Linked DNA regions of Sus scrofa: region 1 is linked to region 2. Evidence: chromatin contacts called from public HiChIP or PLAC-seq data. All regions are on one chromosome and are shown on one strand. The core of a region is the stretch at or near the end of the contact, and the rest is flanking DNA. Distances in the headings are between cores, read along the strand shown. Region 1 overlaps RRM2 (ribonucleoside-diphosphate reductase subunit M2). Region 2 has its middle 100 kb from the start of HPCAL1.

What was found. HiChIP or PLAC-seq counts read pairs in DNA pulled down with a chosen protein or histone mark.
Region 1: a contact with region 2 is called in an H3K27ac HiChIP or PLAC-seq map of alveolar macrophages. The contact joins two enhancer-like sites. A contact is called at or near these places in 1 of 5 promoter capture datasets (liver), 4 of 47 Hi-C or Micro-C datasets (alveolar macrophages, embryonic fibroblasts, liver and 1 more) and 1 of 2 datasets of contacts at active chromatin or transcription factors (alveolar macrophages).

The regions. Positions count from the first base shown.
Region 1 is chr3:126,356,395-126,362,049 of Sscrofa11.1, reverse strand. RRM2 (ribonucleoside-diphosphate reductase subunit M2) reads left to right here. Exons shown (of 11, transcript XM_021087850.1): 7 at 733-827; 8 at 939-1,072; 9 at 2,435-2,539; 10 at 2,631-2,744; 11 at 2,836-4,852. The coding sequence ends at 2,988. Among named protein-coding and RNA genes, the nearest start is that of RRM2, 7.9 kb to the left of the region's middle. Within about 2 kb of position 2,254, at least 3 of the 83 cell types and tissues checked have an H3K27ac peak or open chromatin away from gene starts, as enhancers often do. A contact at or near this core is called in alveolar macrophages, where this site is marked.
Region 2 is chr3:126,213,139-126,218,230 of Sscrofa11.1, reverse strand. It overlaps a transcript of HPCAL1 not described here. Among named protein-coding and RNA genes, the nearest start is that of HPCAL1, 100 kb to the right of the region's middle. Within about 2 kb of position 2,305, at least 3 of the 83 cell types and tissues checked have an H3K27ac peak or open chromatin away from gene starts, as enhancers often do. A contact at or near this core is called in alveolar macrophages, where this site is marked.

The sequences.
Region 1 (5,655 bases), core at 1,005-3,504, 140 kb before region 2:
GGCATTTGGGGCCCAGATGGCCCCCAATGATAATGATGTGGGGGGGGGACACCTAGTGAGGGGAGATGATGGGTCAGCATTGTTTCAACAGCCCCAGCAGTTCAGATTTTCTCCTTTTATGAATTTAAAAAAGATAGGGCCTGTCAACCTTGGCCTGACCTGGACTTGAAGTAGTTACTTAAGCCAATACAGGCTCTCGGTGTCGTAGACTTGAGTTCTCGTGTTCGTGGATCTTGGGGCTCAACATGAACTAATGAATACCCACGTTTGTACCAACATAAACCAAATGAATGTTGAGATTTTTAAAAACAACACTGGGGGACAGGAGTTCCCATCGTGGCTCAGTGGTTAACGAATCTGACTAGGAACCATGAGGTTGTGGGTTCGATCCCTGGCCTTGCTCAGTGGGTTAAGGATCCGGCGTTGCCGTGCGCTGTGGAGTAGGTCGCAGATGCAGCTCAGATCCTGCATTGCTGTGGCTGTGGTGTAGGCTGGCAGCTCCAGCTCCGATTCAACCCCTAGCCTGGGAACCTCCATATGCTGCGGGAGCGGCCCCAGAAAAGGCAAAAAGACAAAAAAAAAAAAAAAAAAAAAGAGCAGTGGAGGACCAAGCAAACCAGTAAAAAGAAAGTGCCCTTGGAGTCCCGGTGGGCCTTGGTCCCTGAGCTCTTAGCCAGAAGCTTGGGGCAGGAAGTCTTTGCCAGGATGGCTGACGCTCTGTGTGCCTACCAGGGAATTCCTCTTCAATGCCATCGAGACAATGCCTTGCGTAAAGAAGAAGGCAGACTGGGCCTTGCGCTGGATCGGGGACAAGGAGGCGACGTACGGTAAGGAGCCCTCAGCCCCGCTTCGCCGGGAGTTGCATTTTCCGAGTGACGTCACTGGCTTGTTCTTGAGCCCACAGGCCCTCACTGGAAATGTTTTGGGGTTCCCTCTAGGAGAACGGGTCGTAGCCTTTGCCGCCGTGGAAGGCATCTTCTTTTCTGGGTCTTTTGCATCCATATTCTGGCTCAAGAAACGAGGACTGATGCCTGGCCTGACCTTTTCCAACGAACTTATTAGCAGAGATGAGGTGAGTCTCGATCAGATAAGAGGCTAACCTACGCCCCGAAAGCCTGCAAAGCTTGTGTTCTCCGGAGGGATCCCTTTTAGGCACGTGGAACCTGTGGGTTCAACCCTGTGTGTGCTTGGCAGAAAATGAAATGCTTTAGGTGACTTACTGAAATGACTCATATTCTCCGTATGCATAGGTACCCCCCTATAGGGGATGGGCTTTTTATTATTTCTGGTCTTTTGTGTGCTCCTTCTGTCCTTCAAAGTGAGTTGGTGAGCGTCCCGTGAATGAGAGCCCCTGATGGTCTAGCCCAGGGCCCATCAGCGTTACTTGGGGTTCAACGCACCAAGACTGCAGACTTGCTTGAAATTGCATTCTTTTTTGTTTGTTTGTTTGTTTTGTTTTTGTTTTTGTCTTTTTGCCTTCTCTAGGGCCGTTCCCGCGGCATATGGAGGTTCCCAGGCTAGGGGTCGAATTGGAGCTGTAGCCGCCGGCCTACGCCAGAGCCACAGCAAGGGGGGGATCCGAGCCACGTCTGCAACCCACACCATAGCTCACGGCAACGCCGGATGGATCCTTAACCCACTGAGCAAGGCCAGGGACCGAACCTGCAACCTCATGGTTCCTAGTCGGATTTGTTAACCACTGAGCCACGACAGGAACTCCCTGAAATTGTATTCTTGATTTCCAAACGTGAGGTTATAAACCTAGAAACTAACTCACCTCGTGATTTTTTTGCCTTTCCTGCTAGAAGCAGTGGCAACAGCAGGCCACCGGGCTGTAAAAGAAAGGAGGCTCAGGAGTTCCCGTCGTGGCGCAGTGGTTAACGAATCCGACTGGGAACCATGAGGTTGCGGGTTCGGTCCCTGCCCCTGCTCAGTGGGTTAACGATCCGGCGTTGCCGTGAGCTGTGGTGTAGGTTGCAGACGCGGCTCGGATCCCGCGTTGCTGTGGCTCTGGCATAGGCCGGTGGCTACAGCTCCGATTCAACCCCTAGCCTGGGAACCTCCATATGCCGCGGGAGCGGCCCAAGAAATAGCAATAACAACAACAACAACAAAAAGACAAAAGACAAAAAAAAAAAAAGAAAGGAGGCTCAGAGTGCACGTGGTGCCCAGTCCTCGGCCACCACGCAGGGCCACGGGGAGCAGATCTGGGCTTCTGTCCTCTAGGGGGCAGCACGGAGGGCCCTGGGGGGACGAGCATGTCTAGGCCGTGCAGCCGTTGAGTCACCTTCCCTTTGGCCACCGCCCTGCTTTTAGCCCGGGCCTGCACGATGCCTAAGGCCACGGTGGCACGGCCGAAAGCCCGTTTCCTGCCCCGCGTTCCTGGGAGCAGGCAGCCGGCTGGTTTGACGGCGGTCGTCTCCTTCTCTTCCAGGGTTTACACTGCGACTTCGCCTGCCTGATGTTCAAACACCTGTTACACAAGCCTTCGGAGCAGAGAGTGAAAGAAATCATCGTCAACGCCGTGCGGATAGAACAGGTGGGCGCCGGGGGCCGGGGAGGGGTCTGGCGCTCGCTCGGGGGGCTCCCGGGGCTGCCGTTTCACTGAGATGCTGCCCTCGGGTCCCCAGGAGTTCCTCACGGAGGCCCTGCCCGTGAAGCTCATCGGGATGAACTGCACTTTAATGAAACAGTACATCGAGTTCGTGGCAGACAGGCTCATGCTGGAGCTGGGCTTTGGCAAGGTACAGTCGGCGGGGTCGGGCCCCCTGCGCCCCCCGGGTCCTCTCGGCAGCAGGGTGGTCTCTATTTATGTCTTGCTGTGGACCTTTTCAGGTCTTCAGAGTAGAGAATCCCTTTGACTTTATGGAGAATATTTCCCTGGAGGGGAAGACAAACTTCTTTGAGAAGAGAGTAGGCGAGTATCAGAGGATGGGCGTGATGTCAAGTCCGACCGAGAATTCTTTTACCCTGGATGCCGACTTCTAAGGGCGCTGACGAGGCGCTCTCCGTCTGCTGATTTTTTCCCCCCCTTTCTCATCAAAAGAGGAAAAAAAAAAAAAATCAGCTACTCAAACTGTCAGCCAGCTACACCAGGAATTACCCGTAACGTGCATCAGTGGCTGTGTAGCTACCTCAACTCCTGTAAACGCGCGCGGGGTCACCTAGGTTGAAAGCATAGACAAAAGCTACTCGGATGTTTAGGAACGACCTTCTCCGTGTTCGGCTTGGCCGTGCACGACTTCACCCTGGCTCTTAACAGCGCCTCTCTCGGCCTCAAAGTGTGGGGATTAGGTGCGTTGGATCCCCCGGGACCCGACAGGCAACCACCATGAGGCCGAAGGGAGACAGACTCACTGCTTCAGAGCAGATTTTAAAGTTTACTTATGCTTTGTATATAAAACTGGCACTTTACACCCAAATAAACATAGTTTATGCTGTGGGGCCTCAAAACCTTGATTTCACCTAAATATGTTAGTTTCGGCACCAGATCCAAAGTATTCTATTTACCACTAATGGGAGCCAATTCCAAATATGCTGGGTGACCCAAGCAAGTTAAGCCTGTGCAAACCAAGCATGTTATGTTTTATTCTTTCTTTAATGAATTGATGGCGCTTTCTAATTCAGTCCTTTGCACACCGAGCTGTTAGTATCAGCCAGGTGGTGCCACGTAGAACACAGGTGGGTTTTGTGCTAAGAGGAGAGAAGATTCGAACTTGCATCACTAGAGACAAACGATCCAGGCTCACTGCGGGCAACCTGGGTGGGCCTGAGGGGCGGGAGCAATGAATTCCCCACACTGTCTGTCCTCCGGCCTCGAATTAATAGGCAAGATCCTTGAAGAGTCTTCTTTGCTGGGATCTGAAATATTTGCCTGATAAATTGGTTTTCAAGTCATCCTTGAACAAAATGACCCACCTAGGAACTTTCTCCCCCTGAGTGGTAAAACCTGGGCTGAAGTTGCCTCTCCTTAAAGCTGAGTGTTTATTCTGATTTTGTTTCATTTGTGTGTAAGTAGGTACTGTTGACTTAACCATTTGTACTTTCTAAGTTAGAGAATTTTTCTACTATACATGTCTTTTAATATTGTAGCTATAGCTCATACTTTGAAATAATTACCCAGTATTATTTTGCAGTTGAGAATTGAGATATTGTTCAGTGCAATTACTTCTAGGATTTGCCTAAATCTGAGCATCACCTGCTGAATCCCTAAAGTTCAGTAAAAGACTAGTGTTATGCGAGTGATAAATACGCGTTCCACTCAGATGTTAATTTCAGACAAAGGCATGAACTTAGCAGATATGTTTAATAGGGCTAGTTTGAATCCCTCTGTTTTTATGTTCCCTCCCCACCCACCCCCTTCAAAAAAAGCCGAGAAGTGACCACACAACAGGTAATGCACGATGCTCATTCATCCTTGGGCCAAGTTGTTAAAACACGTTGTGTTGTGTGTTGACTGACCCCTGGCCTGTTCTGTTGTCAGTTTTCTTCACTGATTGCATAAATGGTATAATAGTCAATTTAAAATTTTCTGTCATAGGAGGCCCTTTTCTGTCTTTTAAATTATTGTTCCATAGAGTTGATCCAGGTTATATAGTCCTGAAACTCGTGCAACACAAAAATAAAAGACACCCTTTGCCTTGAATTGTCAGGTACAGGTGGGTGCTGGAATCAGATTTTAGAATTCTACCTCCTGTTAGCTGTGTGATGTAAGAATTAGCTTCTGCCAACGAGGATTCGGTTTCTTAATCTGTTTAAAGCGTAACAGATTTTTGTTTAAAGTGTTTCAACATCTTAATATGGAGTACTGCACAAGTGTTAAACGATTTAAATAAAACTATTCTTATGTCAGTCCCTTGATTAAAATTTGCATTCCAATTCAGGAAGGGAAAAAAACACAACTATTTCATAGATACTGAATATGAGTTTGCTTCATATTCGGGGTGGGGGGGTGCTTTCCTCATGCCTGTTCTGGCGCAAAGGTATGTGGGAAACAGGTATACCCGGAAGGCAAGCCTCAGAGCATCCACTGCGCTGGGGTTTGTGGAGCCGCGGTCGAGTGAGTTCCGCTTCCTGCAACCTGCCTGGCTGGGATTTGGCTTTGCTCTCCCTTCTCCCACTGAACCTGGGGGCTGAGGGTGGTCCCTCTTGTCTATAAGGGCCCTCCCGGAGCCATCCCACCTGCCTGCATAAGACCTGTTAGAAGTCACGAGACCTGTCCCCTGGCAAATCAATGTACTGCATATCACCACTTCTCTTGTGCCAACACTCGCTGAGCAAACAGCAGCTACCTTGTCGGGCACTGCCCGTGCCCTTGAGATTTTCTCCAGGAGGATGCTGGATGCCTAACTACAGCCCAGTGTTAGGGATGCAGTTACAGAGCCAAACAGGGAAGGTACTGCAGGGGTTCGAGGATGGGACTGCTTAGGAGCCTGCGGTGACTGCTTTTCCCTGGGGAGGTCGGGGTTGGGGGCGGATCTTACTGATGGTGCTGCTCCTGCTTTGTTGTCTTAAGATCTGTTCCCCGGGGGAGCTACCTGGTGGCTTAGTGGTTAGGGCACTGTCACTGCTTTGGCCTGGGCTCAGTCCCTGGTCTGGGGACTGAGATGGCACATCAAGCCACCCCATGCTGCAGCCAAAAAGAGAAGGATCTTC
Region 2 (5,092 bases), core at 1,056-3,555:
CTTTCCAGGTATCAGATCCCTCCCCTGGGTGGGTATTCTCAAGGAAGCCGGGAACCTTTATGACACAGGAGCAGAAACCTCTGGTTGGGTTCCTTTGGTCTGTCTTCCGCCAGGGTGGATGCCCTGAGATCTCAACGGTGGTGGCAGGGCAGGGAACCGAATAAGCTAATTTGTCATCCTGTTTTGGCGTCAGGAGCACACTTAGAACGCAACCTACTTTTCCTCTTTCATAAAATGATTTTATATCCTAGAGGAGAAAAGGGCTTTTGATCTGAATCCTATTCTCTTCTCCATAATCAGATTCAATAGTAATATTAAAAAAAAAAAAATCGGTCTGGCTTTCTCTGCTCAGAAGATAGACCAAAAGCTGGGATTTTTTTTTTTCCCCCTCCTCTAGTGAAAACCAGCTCTTTGTCTCAAGGAAACCAGTGTTTTGGCCCTGGCGCTATTTCTGTTTCACTTTTGAAAGCGCCTGTAATTACCAAGCTCTTGAGGTTTTATTGGATAATGTGCCTCAGGGAAGGGCCAGGGTCTCTGCCTTCTGCGTTCTGGCCCTGGAGGTGGTGCCGCTTCTTGCCTTTCCTGCTCCATTTGGGGTTCTGATTTGGGGAAAATTGAGGTGCACGTGCAGGAATAATGTGGGGGACTTGGCGTTGGGAATTGGAAGCCTGGAAGGACATCTTCTTGTGGAGAAAAAAAGATGAAGTCAGACCCCCAGAAGCACAGAGATTTGCCCCACGCTAGCCAATGGCCCGTTCATTTCCCCAAGAGGCTTGGACCCATTCCTTCAGAACTTATCCAGGGGTCCATTTCTGGCCACCCAGCTGGACGGATTAGACATACAAGGGCCGGGAGGGCAAGGAGTGGGCTCCCCATGGCCCACACTCCCCAGCCCCGGCTTTATGCTCCCCAGGCCCCCTTTCTACCTGGAGCTGCTGTGGAGTTTCATCCGGGGTCTGCAGCCTCCCCTCCCCCTTTCGGGGCTCGGCGGTGTGCAGAGTTCCAAGGTCACTTTCGCCTAAAATGCCATGGTGAGGTCTATGCACAGGGCAGTCTGCTTTCCCTTGATGCCAGCCGGCCTTCCCCTAACTTACTCTAAGGCCTTGCAATGCCGCTTGAAAGCAGTGAAGGGCCGAGGTCTGATCATCCAGGATGCGAATAAGGCGCCCCAGAGTTTATTTGGCACCAAAGAGCGAGCTTCTTGGCAGCCGCAATTTTATCTAGGTTGGGGATCAGGTTTGTATTAGAATTTCGCATTCCAGCAAGCCCTGAACCCTGCTTGTTTGTAGTGGGATAATGCTTCCAATTTAGGAGTTGCCAGCCCAGACATGATGGGGGATTATGTGTATTTTGCTAGTTTGCCACCCCCTGGTGTCACTGTGTTGGGTGGGGTGGCTCTTTAGACTTGAATCACACTCTCCTTCGGGACCTGCCATTCTCCCCCAGTCCTGTTGGGTTTCTTTCATGTTTTCGTGCCCCCACGCGAGGCTGCGCACCTGTGCCTCTCCTGTGGCTCCTGGCGCTTGTCCTCTTCCCTCTGAGTTGAGTGTCTAATCAGGGGATGACACAGGGCATTATATATGGACATGGCACAGCGGGCTTAGGGGCTCTAGGTGCCACTTGCCCCATGGGGGGTGTGTGTGTGTGTTACTTTCCTCAGGGGGGGAAAAAAAAAGTCCATTGCGATATAGTCCCGTGGGTTTAATGCAACTTCAGATAACCAGTACAGTTTGACAGGTGGAACATTTCTTAGGCACTGAGCAAGGTGCACGTCTAAAGAACTTTAAAGAAATAAAACATCTGAAAAGCACAGTAAATCCTTTAAGAGAGCTCAGCCTCTGAATTACAGAGGCAAAACTTCGTATCTTTGCGTTCAGGAGATGTGACTAACTCAGAACACCTTCCAAGAGACCTCGGGCTCCCTCCCCTGCCCTCATCAGGGCTGCAAAGATGTCTTTTTCTCTTTCCTTTATAAGCCCGGTGTACCCCGCCCCACCCTGGCTAAAACAGTGGCTGTGTTTTCTGGGGATTTGTTTCTTTTTAGAGTTTGAGGTGCAACCCAGGTTGGCAGGAAGCTGGGGGACTGGGGGGGCGGTCCTGGGGTCCTTGCCCACCCCCATGCCTCATTAGATGAAAAGTCTCCTTTGCGGAGTTAGCGATGGCTCTCGGACCCTGGGCTGAGAAGCGCTCAGGGTCATTGAATTCTTCCTCGTTGGAGAAAACTGCCATAATCCTGGGCCAGAGCAGGAAGAAAGCTGTTGGGGTGTGTAGTTCCCCTCTTGGAAGCCTTCCCCGATTGCCTAACGCCCTGTGCCCCAACCAAAGTCTTCCCTCACTCGGGTCCGCTTTAGCAAGGGAGGCGTCCCCTTGGCCAGGCACCTGCTCGCCGGCTGTGATTGGCAGCGAGCTCTCCCAGTGCCGAGTGTGGGCTCCGAGCTGCACACATCAAAGCAGAGCCGGAGTTCGCCTCTCCCCTCTCCCTCTCCCTCCCCCTCCCCAGGGTTCTGGGCCCTTTCCCCTGTTTCTGCAGCCATCCCCTGGGTCCGTCCTCTGTTGCCCCACTCCCCTCGCCATCCCCCCCAGCAGAGCCCAGCAAAGCCTCATCCCTTAGCCTGGAGCTTGGCTTCCCTTCCTTCCCCGCTGCTGTCCATGCCGACAGCAGGGCAGTGTTTAAAGTGTTTTCCTCCAGCCTCTCCCTTTCCTCCCTCACCACCTCCCATGTTCGTTCTTTTCCTCCTCAGTTCCTCCGAACACCTGCATGGTCCTGGGCTTCATCCTTGCCTGTTGGAGCTTGGTTTTGGCCCGTGGATGGGGAGACCCTCAGACTTGCTGGGGGAGTTGCCACCAGCCTGGAGGGCAGCCTCCCACCCTGACCCCTGGCTCTGGCCCGGCCTGGGGAGAGGGACTTTGAGGGGCAGGCCAGGAGGGTGGTCTCAGCATCTTGCTTTTCTCCCATCCGCTGATCTCCTACTAAGTCTTTAAAAAACGCAATTAAATCCCCAGCGTTTATATAGCATCAAGTGTACCCATTTCAAGGGTGCTATTCCATACTTTCCAATAAACGGTAAGCATTGCGCAACCTTCACCACAATCCAGTTTTAGAGTGGTTCCCTCCTTCCGGAAGCTCTCCTCATGCCCATGAGCTGTCCCTCTGTCCCCGCCCCTGGCCCCAGGCAGCCACCAGCTGGCTATCTGTCTCGAGCTCTGCCTTTTCTTCCTACCTCTCGTTTTATAAATGTGGCCCGAGGGTCTCCTCCTCTGGAGTCTTCCAGTTGGAATTGGTTTCTCCCTCAGGCTGATGCCGTAGCCAGGGCTCCTCTCTCTCTGGCTCAGGGAGCTCTTGGAAGAAGCCAGCAGGTCTTCCTGGCCCCGCACCTGTCACCCAGCCCCTGGGCCAACCAGAGCACATCAGCCAGACTAACTGAAGTTGCGTGCCTCCCCTTTCATGGCCTCTCTTGAGTATTCAGCAAAGTGTGTGGTTGAGTTGTGAGGCCCTGCTCTCAACAAAGCAAAACACTATTTGGTTTCAGCAGTGATGCGCGAGCCAAATGGGATGGGCCCTTTTTTTTTTTTTTTTTTTTCTAGTGGAAACGTGGAGGATGCCCAGGGCAAGAGAAGTAGCCCAGAGCCATCGGCAGGAAGTAGAGGACCCTAGAATTCAATCCTGTCACTTTCTCTTCCACCCCTACTTGGTGGTAGGGTTCTGCCCTTCTGTGGCTTTTCCTGCCGTTGCCTTCTGCGTTTCCGAGGTCTTTTCTTGCATCGTTTTTGTTCTTTGAGGAAAGTGGCAGAGGGGGAGACCCATTTTACAGATGTGCCACCTGAGGCCTGGAAATGGTACACCCAGCGTATACAGGCAGGCCTGGGTCTGGTGCCTAGACCCCTGGACCACAAATGGTCTCTCGCCCACGGATGCAGTGAACTTCACGGTGGACAGAGAGTGTCTTGTTCCTCCCTGAAGGATGGGGATTGTTAGATCCTGTTTTGCAAAACATCCCTGGACAAAGACGCGGGGTGGGGGCAGGGAGATGCGGGTTCCAGGTGGTCTCTGCTGTGTCGTTTACTGGCTCAGTGATGCTGTCTGACTCTGAGCTTGCTCACGTGCAGAAAGGGGTTCCGAGCCCCTTAGACAGCCTCCTGAAACCTGGACCTAGGGGACGCAGTTGAGTCTGGCTGGTCGTACGTCTGCTGAGATGGAAGAGGCTTCTGTGCTGCCTCTGCCACTGAGTATTTCTTTTCAAAGTCAGATTTATTAGGCATCAGTTGACCCAGACTTGTAGAGCCGCTGCATGTGCCAGTGAGCCAGTGAGGGTCACGATTGGGGTTTGGGGAGCTGCTGTGTTGGATTTTCCCAGCTCACATCTTCCACCACGCGTCTCTCGGGGTCCCTGATGCAGCCACCGTGACCTTGAAGTTGGGGGGCCGCACAAAGAGACCTGCGGGTTATTCCTCAGACCACCCCACCTTGGGCACTTGGAAAGCATTGAGTTTGGGGGTGTGTGTGTGGGCCAGTGGGCTGAAAGGGGACTTCTGGGAGCATTGGCAGAATTTTGATTCTGAGCAGCTGTGTGTGTGTGTGTGTGTGAAAGAGAGAGAGACAGCCCCGTTTTCCCTCCAGCAGTAAAATGCTCAGGTCTCTGCTTCCTTCCTGTGCATTTAACAGATGCTTCCAGAAAGCAGAGTTGACCACAGCTTCCCCACTCTCCCCGTCACTCCCATCCTTTCTCTCTGCTGGGCTGGAAGTCACTTTTGGAGGGAAGTGAGAACCTCTCCAAATGCATCACCTGCATTTAAAGGCAATCATTTCCAACGTCGTGCAATTTTCTGTATTTACACATGTGGCTGAGTGAGGGCGGGGGGGCGGGGGGTCTGGAGAAGCCAAGGGGCAGGACTGCGGACGAGCCCAGCTTCTCTGCGGCTCTCACCCTCTCCAGTGTGGGGCCGAGGCAGGCGTGAGGTTTTAGTAAAAATCCCTCAGACATGTGGCATCAGTGCCATGCTTGGTGGCAGCCTGGGCATCCGGCTCAGCTTCCAGGGGCGGGAGGGGGACATGGTGGCTGCTCTGGCTGGTCTGGGTGTCTTTCTTTTCCCG